2 separate regions of the Gossypium hirsutum genome follow, and region 2 is linked to region 1. Evidence: chromatin contacts called from public Hi-C data. All regions are on one chromosome and are shown on one strand. The core of a region is the stretch at or near the end of the contact, and the rest is flanking DNA. Distances in the headings are between cores, read along the strand shown. Region 1 has its middle 27 kb from the start of LOC121225481. Region 2 holds the start of LOC121225693 (magnesium transporter MRS2-3).

The links. Hi-C and Micro-C count contacts between places; a contact is called where the count stands out from the background.
Region 2: a Hi-C map of leaf shows a contact between it and region 1, with 4 times the contacts expected there. The contact joins the promoter of LOC121225693 here to the enhancer-like site in region 1. A contact is called at or near these places in 8 of 34 Hi-C or Micro-C datasets (hypocotyl and leaf).

What each region holds. Positions count from the first base shown.
Region 1 is chrD13:5,506,144-5,511,070 of Gossypium_hirsutum_v2.1, forward strand. No RefSeq gene overlaps it. Among protein-coding and RNA genes, the nearest start is that of LOC121225481, 27 kb to the right of the region's middle. Within about 2 kb of position 1,953, at least 2 of the 9 cell types and tissues checked have an H3K27ac peak or open chromatin away from gene starts, as enhancers often do. A contact at or near this core is called in leaf, where this site is marked.
Region 2 is chrD13:5,621,797-5,626,723 of Gossypium_hirsutum_v2.1, forward strand. It overlaps LOC121225693 (magnesium transporter MRS2-3), which reads right to left and starts at 2,225. Exons shown (of 6, transcript XM_041110099.1): 1 at 1,508-2,225; 2 at 811-1,020; 3 at 1-21. The coding sequence starts at 1,942. It overlaps LOC121225483 (coumaroyl-CoA:anthocyanidin 3-O-glucoside-6''-O-coumaroyltransferase 1), which reads left to right and starts at 4,033. Exons shown (of 1, transcript XM_041109798.1): 1 at 4,033-4,927. The coding sequence starts at 4,033.

The DNA.
Region 1 (4,927 bases), core at 703-3,202:
AAAACTAGCCAAGAAGAGTCAAAATGAAAAGGACATTGCATTAAACTACAAAATGTAATAAAAATTGAAAATAATAAAAGATAATTTACAAGTGTATGGCACCAAGGAGGCATGTTTGAAAATTAGAGGTATTTATAAGCTTTGATAAGTAGAGTTTGAATTGATTTTATGTATAATTTTAATATTATATATTTTATCTTGGTTTATTTATATTTATAGTTGATTAATTTAAAATCATTTACGTCCACTCACTTGTAAATTTGCAGGATAACACAATTAAGTCCCACAGACATGGGAAACACCAAAACAGTTCAATTCAAACGACCAATTCCCTATCCTAACAGCTGGGAGTGTCCCATGTAAGTACATATTAATTATGATTGAAAATTAGGGTTTTCTTTTTTCTTTTTTCTTTTGGAGTCGGTCTTCTAAAGAGTTTATAAATACAAATATAAGTGAAATTGAAATATATTTGAATAAGGTGAGACTTGAACTTGGATCATTAAAATCTTAAAGTCTCATCATTGATCGCAATAAATTAAAATTATACAAAAAGATAATTAGATGAATAATATCATAAAAATAATTAAATACATAAAACATTAAATAATTAACTGAGCTTAAATCACAAACTAAAATCTATTTAGACAACTCAATTAAAATAAATCTGAAACTTGAATACAAGACCTCAAAATTTTCAAGAGCCTCATTAATGTAGATTGAAATTAGGGTATCATGTGTCACATAAGTTATGTTTGCTGCTGTCCATATGTTCTAAGCATACTCAAATTTTATATGTTTCTCTATATATGTTTGGAAAGTAATACGCGTCTATTTTCGAATATGTATCAAATAAAAATATTAAATACCAACAATTTAAAAGATTGCATGAAATAGTTACATCAGTACATGTTACTTTTATTCACATCAAGATAATCATTTTAAAAATCGACTGTTTATTATGCATCACCTGTAATAATTAAATAATAAAAATATTTAACCCAATTGTTGTTGTAATAGGTAGTCGATTTTTTTAAAAATAAAATTAAAGTAAAATAATTTATCAGAATGCCATGGTAATTGGTAATGATAAGGTTTAATTTATGTCCCATTTTACACATAGAAGATAAAAATATATATTCCAAATCAATTAATCAAGTATGCATATTTGAATGATTTTTAATTCAGTTGATATTATTATTATTGAAATAATTTAAAATTATATATATGTTTAAAAGTATTTAAATTTGTAATGATTTTTAATTCAGTTGATATTATTATTATTGAAATAATTTAAAATTATATATATGTTTAAAAGTATTTAAATTTGTAATTATTGGTAATGCAATGTGGACAATCCTATATTGGTTGAGGAAAGGCTTTTAAGAGGGTTTAAATATAGTCTTGCCTCTTATTTTTATTGAGCAATTGGGGGTTAAAGGCTAAACACATGTGTGCTGTTGCTTGAATATTGAAGTATTGTCTTTACTTTGGTTTCAAGGCTTATATTTTTTGGTTTGGGTATATTTAATATAATCTTAATATAGATATCCTTCGGATCCTTCAAATTGAAGCAATGACATTACCAATCAATTGAAATACCCCAACACTCCACCTTTGTCATATATACCATACATTACACTAGATAGATATCATATTCATGGAATACGATTCACTTTCAAGATACATTGGTGGTAAAATGGTAGACACGTAAGACTTAAAATCTTGTGAATCCCTTCAAAGCATAAACATTAAAGTTAATATCTTTACTTTAATAATTGAAGAAACCTATGAGTAATTTTAAATAATAATAATAATATAATTTTTTTGACATGATATTCTTTTAATTAGGAAAGCAACTGGAAACTTGGACATTGTATAAGAGAGAACAAAAAAAACCCAAGTAGGCATAGAACATTTCTCCAGGTGAAAGGTGTGGGGTGGGCAAACTTTTGAAGGCTTGAACCATCTTAAAATATGGTGTTGGACCACCCCCACAGGCCCAGCAGCCTGGTTCTTGTAGTACCATAGTCCATTTGTCCTTTGATAAATGTTGAAATTATAATTTGATTTTTCTTTGGTTTAAGGGCATAAAAAGTTTTCAAATTTTTTCAAAAAAAGTAATTAAGTCCATATCTTTTTCACTCAATTGGATACTTGAACTTTCACAATATATCAAAAAGACTCTCAAAATTTTTCAAAAAAAAAAGCAATTAAGCCCCTGCTTTTTTTTTTCCACTCAATTGGATACTTAAACTATCAAAATGCATAAAAAAAGCCCTCAAACTTTTTCAAAAAAGCAATGAAGGCCCTGTTTTTTTTTTTTTGCACTCAATTGTCAAAAAATACATAAAAAAGATCCTTTAATTGTTAACTTTAATGGTTGACTTTTAAAACAAACCGTTCCTAATTTTTTTTCAGTTAAAGTCACACATGTCACAACTACAACGTGACATGTCGCAAAAAAAATGATAAAAATAAAAATCAATAAAAGTTATAAAAGTTATTAAATTTTAATAAAAATATAAGAAATATTTATCTATTATTATTTTAATAAAAGTATAACAAATATTTATTTTTTATTAAAAAATAGAAAAAGATTACAAAAATTGTAAAATTTTATAAAATTCTAAAAAAAATTATAAAATATAGAAAAATATATAAAATTTTATAAAGTCGTAAGAAAATGATTAAAAAATGTAAAGAATTATAAAATTCGTAAAAGAATTATAAAAATTATCATATCAAAAGAAATATTTTTATCTTTTTCGCAATATGTTACGTTGTATTGTGACATGTGATGTCTTTAACTGAAAAAAATAGGGATCATTAACTTTAACAGTTAACGATTAAAGTTAATGGTTAAAGGGTTTTCTGATGCATTTTATAATTTTTTTATAAGATTTTATATTTTTTATGATTTATATATATTTCTAATTTTTAATAATTTTTTATATTTTTATTAAAGTTTAATCACTTTTATTAATTTTTATTTTTCATAATTTTTTTGTCACATGTGACACAGTGGTTGTGATACGAGGTGGTTTTAACTGAAAAAATTAGGGGCAGTTAAATTTAACGGTCAATGGCCTTTTTGATGCATTTTGACAATTGAGTGCAAAAAGAAAATATATGGGCTTAATTGCTCTCTTTTTTTTTGAAAACTTTTGAGGGTCTTTTTAATGTATTTCGACAGTTCAAGTACTCAATTGAGTGTAAAAAAAAAGGTTAATTTTTTTTTTTTAAGTTTGAGTTCCTTTTTAATGCATTTTGAAATATCAAGTACCCAATTGAGTGCAAAAAAAAAGGAGTTTAATTGTTTTTTTTTAATTTTGAGGGATTTTTACACCCTAAAACATTTTTCTTTTCATTATTGTTAACGTTATATTTTAGTTCAAATCACTAATGATTTGTGTGTTTTTTTTTAAATATTTATTTTTTAATATTTTACTATTAACTCTAAATTCTGTTTGTGGAGTCTAAAAACTCCAAATATTTTCTCGTATCATTAAATATTTTTGTTAGTCAACTGATATGAAACTTGAAATTGTGTTTATTGAAATAATTATTTTTCATTAAAAAAATTCAATCCAATCTTGTGATTTGAATTTCATTTTTTCTAATTCCACCTCGGTTGAAGAATGAAATTTTTTAACGATGTTAGTGATATGGAAATAAGACATAACATTTATGATAGAAGAAAGAGCATATTATAGTGAATATATTTTTAATTATTTCTTAACTTTATTAAAATAAAATAAAATATTACAACTAACAACTTATAGATAATGAATATCACACATTTTGAGGCTCGAAGATTTTAATAATATCATCTTGAAGAGTGACACCGTCAACCTATAAAATTTGATTCATTTTCCTCTCCACAGTATCATAGTCATAAACTAAAATAAAAATAATTAAATCTTTAAAAAAACTTAACTTTTTAAAATTTGAAAATAGATGATCTTTGTTTAAAGAAACACATTTTTTTTAAGTGAATTATAATAATAGGGTAAAACCTAAATAATAAACTCGAATCCAAGTCACACCTAGGACGATAAACACCCTTAACTATCAGGTCATCATATGGGGTTCAAGAAACGCTCCTATTGATAGTGAAGAAATGAAATAAAGAAATTAAAGAAATTTAAGTTTAATATTTATTAAATATAATTTAATAAATGTTAAACTTTAATCTTTTAACTTATTAAACGTTTATAATATAATATATATATAGCTTGAGCAATTAACATATAATTGTAATCTTAAGCAAAATTAGGAGTATATGCGGATTTAAAAAAAATAGGGATATTATTTGGGTAGTGTGAAAGCGTGTCCATATTTTAAAAAAAACAATTTTTTTTGACACATTATTAAAAAATGAGTTCCACATGACGTGCTTTCAACCCACGCAAATAAAAACGATTTATTTTTTAAAATAATTAAAATATCGATTTATATCCCTATTTTTTTTCTTGAAATCCACATATACCCCTAATATCTTAATAACAAATAAACTTTTAAGGTTTCGTCAATTTTTTTTTAAGTAACCCTCCCAATTGCATCCAACTCTAACCTTTCAAATCATCTCTTGGTAATAAATATGTTCATAGGTCGGTTAAATTTGGGTTCAGATAAAAAAAAATTTAATTTTGATATGGCCTGATTCCATCAAAATTATTATTTATTATTAAAGAAAGACGATAATAGAGTCTGAATTTGTGTCATTTAAGTGTCAGCAAAAACTTTAGCTATTGTTTTAAACAAGTCTTGACAAATATATATATATACATATAGGGTGAGTATTTGGTACATTGGTAGCATATTTTTTTATTTCACAAGTAGTCTTAAAAAATTGACATGTGTCTTTTTTGTTAAAATAATTACTTTTAAAATATTTTACTTGTGGAATAAAAACTCCACTAAT
Region 2 (4,927 bases), core at 975-3,474, 120 kb after region 1:
CTCTTGCTCCAATGTTCTTGTCTGCTTTGGCAATTGAAAACGAAAAAGGTCTAATCATGATTATAATCCTTCTACTATGTTAAAATTTGAGATTTATCCATATTTTTTTAATTCAACATAATTTAGTCCCTCTACTTTATAATGTCAATAACATATCCAAATTGATAGCACATGCTCATACAATTAAGGTCACATGAAAATCCGGTCAACCAATTTTAGCAGAATGTTGAAGGCTATTTAAAAGAAAATTTGTCTCATCACTTTAACAACAACAATTAACAGTATTATTAATTTGGACCTACTAGTAACATTATAAAAAATAGGTATCAAGATATGCTAATTTAAAGTAAATGGATAAATTTTCAAATTTTAACATAGTAAAATAACTATAACCAAAGTTAGACCGAAAACAAGCATAATGAATAAAACAATACGATACCAAAAATTTGAAATTTAACTTAGTTGATTCAAGCTACTATGTTTAAGAAGTAATATCGAAGAAGTTGAAAACTTGAATTCCAATATTATGCAACCAAAGGTCTTGACCCCTAGAAATTTGGAAAATTGCCATTAAATTCATTAAAAAATTTGAAATTTAGAATTAGACCCATCAATTTTTTTTAGAAATTCTTATTAAATTCTTTTAAATTTTTTTAATTAGACTTCTCAAAATTCTTTTTGGAAATTCTAGTTAAGCTCCCAAAATTTATAAAAGTTTAACTAAAATCCCCAAAACTTAATGACAAGATTCGCTCTCTTAGACGTAGAAAAGATGCAAAAAAAAAAAAAATAGAGAGGAAGAAAGGTGACCTCAGATTCTAAGCAGCCACAAGCAGCTTCAAGGCAGGCCTCCAATGCAACAAACTCAAAGGGGAGAGTCTTAGTGCCTTCTTGAGTCTCAAGACCCTGTTTCTCTTCTCCCCTGCCTTCCTCACTTAGGCTTTGGAGCTGTGAATTCTTTGGTAACAGATTTTGTGATGTAATTCTTATTATGCAGTTGGTATCATCAATAGTACCCTCCTACTCCCAAATCCAAAAACACCCTCTTTTTAATCAATACATCGTTTGTTTCATTTTCTTGTTTATTTAACTGAATTTGATCGTATAAATTTGAATAAGTAAAAACAAGTAAATAAAGTAACAAAGTGAGAATATCTTATCGATTGAGTCAACACATAATCACTTGTTAAAGGGATGTGTGTGTCACTCATTTAATAGGTTTTAAACTATTACCGTATGACCTGACCATGTGGTAGTATGTACATCAATATTAATAGATTTTGATCAATGTTGTCCTCGAATCAAACCAAGATTTATTTCTCGACTTTGTCAAAACCCGAACTAAAAACAAGATTCACAAAATGAAAATATCTTCTTGAATTGGGTCGACACAACCACTTTCGTGCACTTGATACGTTTTGGACTATTGCCCCTTGTATGACGATGTGGTAGGCAACAAAAATAAATGAAAAGCTAAAAACCGAAATTTTAAAAAAAAAAAAAAAACCTTGGATTGGTTTGCTTGATAATGCAACAAAATCCGCCTCTGCAACTCATCAACAAACGGTGTAACGGAAGGATCCTTGGAATTCAACAGCAAAACCTCTTGAGCCGTAATGATTGCCTTTATGTGCTCCAAGTTAATCACAATGGCCCGTTCTCGACCCAGAACCGTCGACGGGTACGAAAGAAGCGGGTCCAAGATCCGAAGATCTCGACCGGGTAAACCCGTGCGTCTCATGATAGAATGCTTTCCGGCCTCCAACCTAAAGGTGTGGGCCGTCGAGTCAAGTAAAAGCCATGATCGGATACTGGTCCCTTTTTTCCGATGAGTGGTGAAGGGGAGAGTTTGGTTCGGGATCACGGCGGACCGGTTTGATAGGTCCGGGTCGTCTTCGGGTTTGGACGACGGGGGTGGGGGTGGAGTTCCCGTTGCCGTCATTTTTCAGGTGGTTTTTGCGTATTGGAAATAAAAAAAAATTGACGTTTATATTATTAAATTAAAATTGCGGTTACATCAAAAGAGCACTTAAACATGCGAAAAGCTGTTATCGTCAAACATATAAACTCATAAAATTATACCATCTGCAACTTCATTATGCGCAAACTACCTTTTAATTTTGCCGCAAGTGTTACATGTACCATATTAGTAGCAATAATTTTTGTAAATTTCTGATGTACTATTTTTTTCTTTTAAATAATTATTTTTTGCCATTTAAATAAAAACAATAACAATGTATGATCATTATTTAAGTAACTAAATCTTAAATTCAGTGTGGTATATGAGCTTTGGAGCTGCAATATGGTCAGTTCGGCATTAAGCAATTAGTTCTTCACTCAACAGTGATTTACATTCAGATATTCAGCCACATTCAACTCCTATATCTCCTGATGTTACATCTTCTACTCCCTCTCCTGTAGCACTTGCTCATGATGATGTTTCTGATTATGTTGGCACCTGCTATAATTGTTCTCGATAAGTCTTCTGTTAACAATTTACAGCTACTTTTTGTTGCATCTTTTACTGATTTTCCTTCTGATGTTGTTCAGCAGGATCTCTCTCCTTGTCCATTTGTTAATATTCATCCCATGACCCAAAATTCAGTCCTATAATGTTACTAATATGTCCTCTTCTTTGTTGCTTGCAGATATTCATGCTGTAATGAGGTGTCCCAAGTGGCAGGAAGCAGTTCACGATGAGTTGATTGCTTTGCATAACAATCATACCTAGAGTTTAGTCCCTTTGCTAGAGAGTCGAACACCTGTTGGATGTCGTTGGTTGTTCAAAATAAAAAATGAAAGCAGATGATTCAGTAGATCGTTACAAGTGCGAGGATATGCTAAAATCAAGATACTTATATTCCAGTAGCGCGAACTTATATTGCTGTAACTCATAAGTGGTTACTTCGCCAGATAGACATCAATAATGCCTTTCTCAATGGCATATAAGCTCAATTTCTTTCTATACTTGTATTCTAAAATTCCTATTTAATCTATTTCTAAAACTTCTCTAATTTTCCTAACCGACATGTCACTGAACCAAATCCTCTTTACTTTGAGGATGTTATATATATAAATAAACTTGGTGAAGAAGTTATTAGAGTTCTTATTAGACAGCCCGAAAAGTTGAAGGATTTAAATAAAAATATATACCTAAAAAATAAGTTTGGGCAAAAAATAAAATCTATTTTTGAAATGGGTCAAACCTCAAATGAGATTTTTTGGCCCGACTCGAAAAACTACTTATTTACCAAATATTTTAGTTTAAAATCATGATTTGAGTAAAAAAAAGTACCTTTTGAACTTCAATTGCTAAACACACTTAAACAAGAGAGTGAATTTCGGAAAGTTTATTTACTTAATTTCAGAAATTAGTGTGATTGGCCCAAAATCAAGGAAGGGAAATGAAAAATATGGTACCTTCTTTAAAATCTTATCTACTTTGAGTGCCAGCATCTATTCCATGCAATTATAACAAGGAAGAACCTTAAGGGACAGAAATTATTCTAAATGGTCCATCAAATCATTTACTTTTGCAATATATGCTTCCTCATCTAAAATGCTCCATCAAATTAATTACTGAAATAACATGCCTGCTACATTAAAGCAAAAAAAAAAACAAAAGACAAAAAATATTGATGGAGACCCAAATTGAAACGAGAAGTGTGTCTTAAAATCGAGTTTTAAATAGGACAGGTGAGGAGTCATGATCCATGTTGGGGGAGGATCTAGTCGGCACCATTTCTAACTCTTCATCCCTCTACTTACAAAATTTTACTTTAAAATAGTATGTTATTTTGTAAATTTACTTTATAGTTACAATTTTAGATTGAAGCCTATATGTTACTTTAATACTTGTGGTAGTTTTCTGCAATTTTCATATTAATAGGGAAAGCCACCGCCTCACTTAGTTGTTGACAGTAGTAGCTCTTTGCATTTATTTTTACTTGGAACTTGCTTTGTCTGGATATTTTGAGCTCTTGTTCTCTATAAATTTTTTATATCCTTTCTTTATTCATCAAAAAAGAGAAAATGGATGAAACCAAGCCATTGAAGGTTGTTGAGAGCAGCCACGTTTCACCCCCACCAGGCTCAGTTCCCACTACCTCTCTTCCTCTCACTTTCTTCGATCTGCCATGGTTTCCACTTCCCAATGTTCAACGCCTTTTCTTCTATGAATTCCCATACCCTACTTTGCATTTCATGGAAACCATTCTCCCGTTGTTAAAACAATCTCTCTCCCTTACCCTACAACAGTTTTTCCCCTTCGCGGCCAACGTAGTGTGCCCTCCGTCACCGGGGAAGCCTTACATCCGTTACGAAGATGGCGGCAGCTCCGTTGCTTTCACGGTCGTCGAATCCCCTTCGGATTTCCGCTGTGCAATAGCCGATTATCCGCGAGACGTTAAGTCGTTACGTCCCTTCGCGCCAGAGCTACGGACCGCCCTGTCGGAGGCGAAAGACGGTACTCAGGTGGTCTTGCTCCCTGCACTTGCCTTCCAAGTGACCGTGTTCCCGAACGCCGGCGTTTGCATCGGGTCTAGTTACTTCCACGTGATCGGCGACGGGAAGGCGTTCATGCATTTCATGAAGTCTTGGGTGGACGTTTACGCTGCGGTCGGTCTCGAAAAATCATCGCTTCCATTGTTTAACAAGGATGTGATCAAGGATCCTATCAGGGTAGAGTCGTTTCTATTGAAAATGTACCACGACTGGCTTTCATCTCTCAGGGAGAATTCGGGCTTAACCGATGTCGGATCAGAAGTAAACATGGTTCGTGCCACATTCGTGTTGAGTCGAGCCGATGTCGAGAGGCTCAAGCAATTGGTCGCATCGCAGTGCAAGAACGAAGCTAATTCGAACCAATTCCATCATGTATCAACTTTTGTGGTAACATGTGCTCTAACATGGGCTTCATTGATCAAAT